Linked DNA regions of Mus musculus: region 2 is linked to region 1. A link is a contact called in public Hi-C data. All regions are on one chromosome and are shown on one strand. Each heading gives the region's core, a stretch centred on a gene start, on an enhancer-like site or on the middle of the called end of the contact. The rest is flanking DNA. Distances are from core to core; before and after follow the strand shown.

Region 1 (3,491 bases), core at 470-2,969:
GATATTTTCTAGTTCTATCCATTTGCCTGTGAGTTTCATGAAGTCCTTGTTTTGAATGGCTGAATAGTGAGTATTTGGTTGTCTCCTGAGAGGCTTGACCCAGCAGCTAATGGAAACAGACCCAGAGCCAAACATCAGGTGGAGCACAAGGTGTCTTGTGGAAAAGGGGAGATAGAATTGAACAAGCCAGAGTGGTCAAGGACACCACAGAAGATCTATATACTCAATTAAACTGAGCCAATGGCGGCTCACAGAGACTGAACCACTAACCAGGGAACATGCAGGGACTGAACATAGGCCCCCTATGCGTTTGTAGCAGATGTGTAACTTGGTCTTCATGTGGTCCCCCAACAATTGAAACAGAAGCTATCTCTGACTTTGTTGCCTGCCACTGTATCCCACTCCCCTAAATGGTCTGCCTGACTGGGCTTCAGTGAGAGAGAATATGCTTAGTTCCTCATGGGACTGGATGTCCCAGGGCAGGGAAGTACCCAAAGGTGGCTTCCCCTTCTCTAAGAAGAAGGGGGGGGGGGGGGTAAAGAGGAGAGAAATTTCTAAGAGCAGGACTGGGAGGAAACAGGGGACAGGCTAGGATTGGGATGTACAGTGAACAGATAAATTAATGGGAAAAAAACAGAACTGAAGCACTTCATTGTGGATCCAAAGGAAAGAAGGGTCAGTTGTAGTTAGAGGAGTGGGCCTGATGGGTGTTCCAAGAAGGTTCCTTATATAAGATGAGCATACAGAAGTTTGCCAGAGAAAATATAGCAGAGAGGACATTTCAGGCAGGGATAAACCTTGTGTGACAGGACTGAAAGATTCCAAGCAGCACAGAGTCCTGATGCTAATTACACTCAAAGAGGATGCATCGCAAAGAAAAGACAGGACTAGGGAAGCTCAGGACAGAAAATAATGAGTTGATTTGAACTCTTATTCGTTTATCAACATTGAGCTGTGTGGTTGGGACAGGAGCAAAACTGATTTGGGGGACAGGAAAAGCAATTGAAAAGTGTGTGTGGGGGAGCAGTTTAATAATTCAGTAAATATAGATTAGCTCATTTGCTGCAGATCCTCCACCAAGCTAAAGTGCAAAATAAGCCTGGTCCCACATGCTTAGATCCCCTTCCTCAAGGAGGGATGACTGAGAGTAAACAAGCATAGTAATAAACATAATTTAAATGAAGGGGTTTAGGGAGGAGGTGTTGCTGGCCTTTAAAACCATTCGGTGCAAGAGCTAAGCGTATCTGCAGTAAGTCAGAAGTGAGATACATTGTTTTCTCATAGATAATTGAGTGTCCAAAGAATCTAGTGATTCAGACAGTATCGGTCACAATTTACTGGGGCAGGCAGGAAGGAGAAGGGTAGAGAGCCAACACTTTTGCTTCATGTGAAATCACCCAGTGAAGAAGAGCGTCAGGATGAAAGGCAGAACGAACGGGAGATTCCCAAAAGATGTCTTTGCTCACTCGTCATGCCAGCTACTTGCCCTTTACCTGGAAGACTCGGGTTTCATCAAAGAGTGTTTTAGCCTTTCATCCCCTTCTCTCCCAGGCTAAACTGGTTTGTTGAACTTTATTGGCCTGAGCTGTGCAGCGGGGTGACATTACAGCAGGGATGGAAACTTGCTCTTCCTTGCATCAGAAAAGCACAGCACATCTTGGCAATGAGCTGTCTGTGTGGACGGTGACTCAGCTCCAGCATCTCTCAGTGATGCTTTAAAACAGGGGCAGGGTAGCTTTAACAAGGTCTCAAGCCAGTCACCCTTCAGCAAGCTACTGAGCACAAGGAAGCAGTTGAGCTGACAATGCTGGCTCTCTCCGAAGTGAAAGAGCACAGCCCATCCATGGAGTGAAAAAGCAGGACCTGCAGGTCCGGGCAACACTTGATATGCTGGTCAAGAGCAGTGTGAGCAGCATTTGTGCCTCTCACCTGGACAGTGGCCCTGAGAGCAGGCATGTGACTGGCTGACTCACTCTACCCCAGCACAAACCAACCAGGAGGCAATGCTTGTGAGCTGAGAAGACAGAGGGTTTGTGAACTGCAATGAGTTTTACCATTGCCTCCTGTGGAAACAAATGGGCTTGAGAGCCAACTGATTAACTCAATAGTTCAGTCCAGTTCCTCAGCAGCCACATAGACAGAACCTATCTGCATCTATGTTCAGAAAATCAAGGCAGGGGTAAGAAGATAGTCTTGCTTGTCAGAGGTCCTTTTCTATGAACCTAGTATGTGGCTGATGTCATCTGGTATATTGCTCGTGACTTACACGTGATTGTGACATCTCACCCATAAGGTGTTTGTATGAATCATGAAATAATAGGTGGAGAGCTCAGCACTACAGACCTGTTATTGTTATAATTGTTATTACTGTAAGTTTTATCTCCTATTACATAGGTCAAAGCCTGTAGGTAGGGAACGTTTGGCAGGGCTGTAACCTAGCTCTGTCCAGTCCCCCAGTTCTTGGCCTCAATCAAGTGAAAACACTGCTTTCTTGTCTCTCCCCTTTTCTCCAGAGGTTGGATGAAATCTCTGGAGAAATGAATACAAAAGGAAAAAAAAAACAATAATTTAGTCCAGTGATTCTTAAAATGTTAATGAATTAAAATAATGCATCCATAAGAAAATATTTTATAAATACTCAAGAAATATTTATATAGCCTTCATCTTACTTTTATGGGAACTTATTTTAAAAACAGACGTACCTTTTTTTTCCTGCTCAATTTGGAATATCCCAAATACATGCAGAACTCACTGCCATGCCAGTGCAGGTAACAAGCATCAATAACACACTAAGTTCTGTTGATGTATGCTAGGTTTCAGATACAACCGCCAGCCTCTTGCATGCACTGTCTCTTTAGCACTTAGAATAATTCCTTGTGACAGGAATTATTAATCCAGTTGTACAGAGATACAGGAGCTCAGCCACATCTGGTAATTTGGCCAAAATTACATAACTGAAAAGAAGAATAGAGCTAAGAAGCAAGCTCAGGGCTGAGTGAGACACATACCTCCTCGACCACTCGAGCTGGTTCCTGGATGGTTGCTCTTGAACTCTCTGCATTCAAATATGAAGCAAGCTAGTCTGACTAGATGCGTTTAGTAGGAACAGGAGTCCCACCCGCCAGCGTTAGCAAGTAGATGTTTCCAGCTGCAATCAGAGAAACTCCATTTGATCCTTGAAATGATATTTTGTATAGGTTCCTATTCTACCATTTCTATCCCTTGGTAAAGGAAGAGCGTGTCTCTCAGCAGAGGCTTCTCCATCTCTTCCTCCTGAGGCCACTTGGGCAGTTGTCGCTGACAGCAGGCTAACTCCCTCTGTTCTTCAGTCACATGCCACTTTCCTAAAAGCTGAAAACCTTCTCCTTTACCAGAGCATGTTTAGATATCCTTGTCAAAGAGTAAAATAACAATGCCCTGCCATTTTGCCTTTTCCTTCCAAGGTGTTTGAAGGGATCCAAATCAAACACAGATTGGTTTGAGGTCATGGA
Region 2 (3,491 bases), core at 664-3,163, 89 kb before region 1:
AATAAATAATACAAACAAAATAATGTGATGAGCAAATGAGTGGATGTTATAGTTGTATTAAAGGATTATATTTGCCCCCAAAACATTTTAATAGTATAATCATCATTTTAATTCAGTTTTAATTTTGTTACTTATTATTAATTTACTTAGTTCATATTCTTTTTTTTTTTTAGGTATTTTCCTTGTTTACATTTCCAATGCTATCCCAAAAGTCCCCCACACCCTCCCCCCACCCTGCTCCTCTACCCACCCACTCCCCCTTTTTGGCCCTGGCGTTCCCCTGTACTGGGGCATATAAAGTTTGCAAGTTCAAAGGGCCTCTCTTTGCAGTGATGGCTGACTAGGGCATCTTTTGATACATATGCAGCTAGAGACAAGAGCTCCGGGTTACTGGTTAGTTCATATTGTTGTTCCACCTATAGGGTTGCAGTTCCCTTTAGCTCCTTGGGTACTTTCTCTAGCTCCTCCATTGGGGGGCCGTGTGACCCATCCAATAGCTGACTGTGAGCATCCACTTCTGTGTTTGCTAGGCCCCGGCATAGTCTCACAAGAGACAGCTATATCTGAGTCCTTACTTAGTTCATATTCTTATAGGTAGTGTTTTAACTTCATCTTCACACACACACATATATACAAGGATTGACTTGAAAACTCTGTTATCTGTAAATACTTCTAGAACATGGAACTTGTGTGTTAGACCTAAATCAAGAGAAAATTTAATTTTTAGCATGATTGTGTCTGCATCTGTGGTTTAAATCTTGATTAAAGGGGAAGGAATATTATTGTGTGAGAACACAAAGGAAGTAATAATTTGACAAAATTTAATTAGACTTTAAATTTAAGTAGATAGTAATCATTGAACATGCAATGGACATGCAGATAAAGGGAAATGCGCTGTGACCCACCTACAGGTCATATACAAGTGACAGACAGAAAAGCTTATCAAGACCTCAGGAGACATACGTCTGAACTGTGCTTTTCCTACCTAGAGTAATAGTTGTTGAGAAAGCTACCAAATCCTGAATAACTAGCAACTATCATTGAGGGTAGTCAGACAGAACTTCAGCCTGACCTTTCTATTCTCTAGCAGGCTCAGGGGAAAAACTTTCAGAAACACTTGGAAAGCCATGCTTTGTCTTTTCCTAGTCTTGTGAAGGCCAATGAAGAGACAAGCCACTTGATAGGGAATGACAGAGAGTAAGGGAAACCCAATATGTATTTAAAATGTGGCATTAACAGAAAAAAAAGTCTAACCTATCTGAGGAACTGGAATACCCTGAAGTCGGTAATACTCTTCATTTTAAGGAAAGAGTCATTCCCCTATGTTTCTGGGCAGAGAGCGTGTATGAATAAGGTCATAAATGCCATGGCTACTCTGAGGTCATTGTGAGAAAATAATAGTCCTTGATGATAAAAGAACTGCTTAGTCATCAATTCCAGCCCGTTTGCCAACAAAGAAGAAGAAAGAAAGAAACATTTGAAAATCAGCAAGCACTGAATTCCACTAGGACTGGATTCTTACTGAGATTTGGATCTTCAAAGCCTCTCTGCAGCTGTATGTCCCTCCCTTTAATTTCGAGGCAACTTGAAAGAAGTCCTTCTTTCTTAGAATTATACTTTTTATTTACAGAATAGATCTCCCCTTTCACACCACCCTAAGAGAGCTGGCTAGCCAAGCTCCTGAAACATGGACAAGAATTATTCATTTAATGCAATGAAAGATAAATGGTCAGGACTGGTGCTGCCACAGCAACCCATGCCTAAGCCAAACCACAGGTGATACGTTTGGGTCTCAAGATTGCTGAGAATGTTGGATGGAATTCAGTTTAAGGTTATTTTATTACTACATAAGCAGACCACAGACCATAGTTGTGAAGGACACATAAGACAGGAATCCAGATGAAGACACACTTTCTCCCCTTCTCCAGTTAACCATGGAAGTGGTCTCCATGGTTGTGAGATGGCATGCAGGCAAGGATGAGTGTGTTCCAGAAGAAAGGACAATGGAATGTTACTCATATCTTAAGTTTGTGATGAAGGAGAGAAAGCATAAAGTCTTCCTTGGCAAATGAAGCAAGCCTCCTTGGTGTTGCTTCATAGAATCATAAGTTCTAGTGGGAATCCTGTAAGCCTACGTACCCATGATGTTCTTTCCCTAGAATACGTAAGCCCTCTTAGCCTTCATTTTCTGACTTGTTTTGCAAGCAAAGTAATGTCTTGGCTTTGTATCATTCCCTATGGCTCACATGTTTGAAAATTTGGTTGCAGCTATTTGGGAAGGTTATAAAGCCTCAGGCAGGTGAGGCATCACTGGAGGAGGAAGTGGGCCTTGGGGTTTTATAGCCCAGCTTCCCTTCTGACTATCTGTCCATGCAGTGTGAAAACTCACCCTCCCTTTGGCTCTTTCCTCTATGCATTCCAATCTATAAAGGAACATATCATCTGGAAACAGAGCTCTTTATCTCTTACGTTTTTGTAGCTTTTTAAATTTTACCACAGCAATAGAGAAAATAAACTAACATGGCATGATAAATAAATGTCATCACGAGATGCAATCTGACAGATAGTAGTTGCCAAAATGCACTTCTTCCCAGTCTCCCTTCATTTTTGCCATCAATATCTGTTCATTCATATACATAAACAGATCAGGAGTCCTAGGATCATATGGGTATCATTTTGCAAGTTGACAAAAAGAAGACTTTCTGACTACTTCTCAAGGGACTTCCACTTGGGCAGGGAAGAGCCCCCACTTAATTTCAGACAACCTCTCAAAGTTCTCACTTTTGCATAGTGCTGCCCCTGCAGAAAATAGCATTTATGTGACCATGGAATGGAAGCAAAACAGCCGTTATTGTATCACTTCACAAGGTCTGAAATGGAGACAAAGCCAGGAACAGTTATGTTTCTGACGTAGGGGATCTGGAAAGGTTCAGCCCAGCTCTTTATATATTTCATGCAATGCCTCAGCCCTCATGCCATGTATTAGGCTGTCGTTTCATTGACATGGTAACAGATGCTTTGATCATTGTACTTTAAAATAATTTATTAACTTTTTCACTTGGGTATGAAGGACTGATATCATATTCTATATTTTATACATGAGAACACTTGTCTTCAGAGAGGGTAAGGATCATAGATATTAACTAGCAAGCCAGGAAGTCTTACACACTCTTTGTGGACTCAAGCAAACATTTGCAGCAGTAGCTACCCATAGCTTTGGGAGGTTTTGCTTACTTGAACAACTTTTTCTTATGGAACAACAAACTCTTTTCCTGTGTTAATGCTGTGAAACACTAATTAGCTCTGAGAACCTTTGCAAATCTCTGGAAATAAATAAATTTTGTCTGAAAGTATTCTGTTATCTGACATAACAAAACACATGCTGATAGCTTGTAACTTTCCTACTCCATTCAGGAATATTTGATCTACTGCACAACTGGATCTGAAATAGGAACCAAATATTCCTAATTTCCAATCTGCAATACATACTT

The links. Hi-C and Micro-C count contacts between places; a contact is called where the count stands out from the background.
Region 2: a Hi-C map of embryonic fibroblasts shows a contact between it and region 1, with 4 times the contacts expected there. The contact joins two enhancer-like sites. A contact is called at or near these places in 5 of 484 Hi-C or Micro-C datasets (adipose-derived mesenchymal stem cells, cumulus cells, embryonic fibroblasts and 2 more).

What each region holds. Positions count from the first base shown.
Region 1 is chr15:62,567,754-62,571,244 of GRCm38.p6, reverse strand. No RefSeq gene overlaps it. Among named protein-coding and RNA genes, the nearest start is that of Gm41333, 100 kb to the left of the region's middle. Within about 2 kb of position 1,719, at least 71 of the 459 cell types and tissues checked have an H3K27ac peak or open chromatin away from gene starts, as enhancers often do. A contact at or near this core is called in embryonic fibroblasts, where this site is marked.
Region 2 is chr15:62,657,238-62,660,728 of GRCm38.p6, reverse strand. No RefSeq gene overlaps it. Among named protein-coding and RNA genes, the nearest start is that of Gm41333, 10 kb to the left of the region's middle. Within about 2 kb of position 1,913, at least 25 of the 459 cell types and tissues checked have an H3K27ac peak or open chromatin away from gene starts, as enhancers often do. A contact at or near this core is called in embryonic fibroblasts, where this site is marked.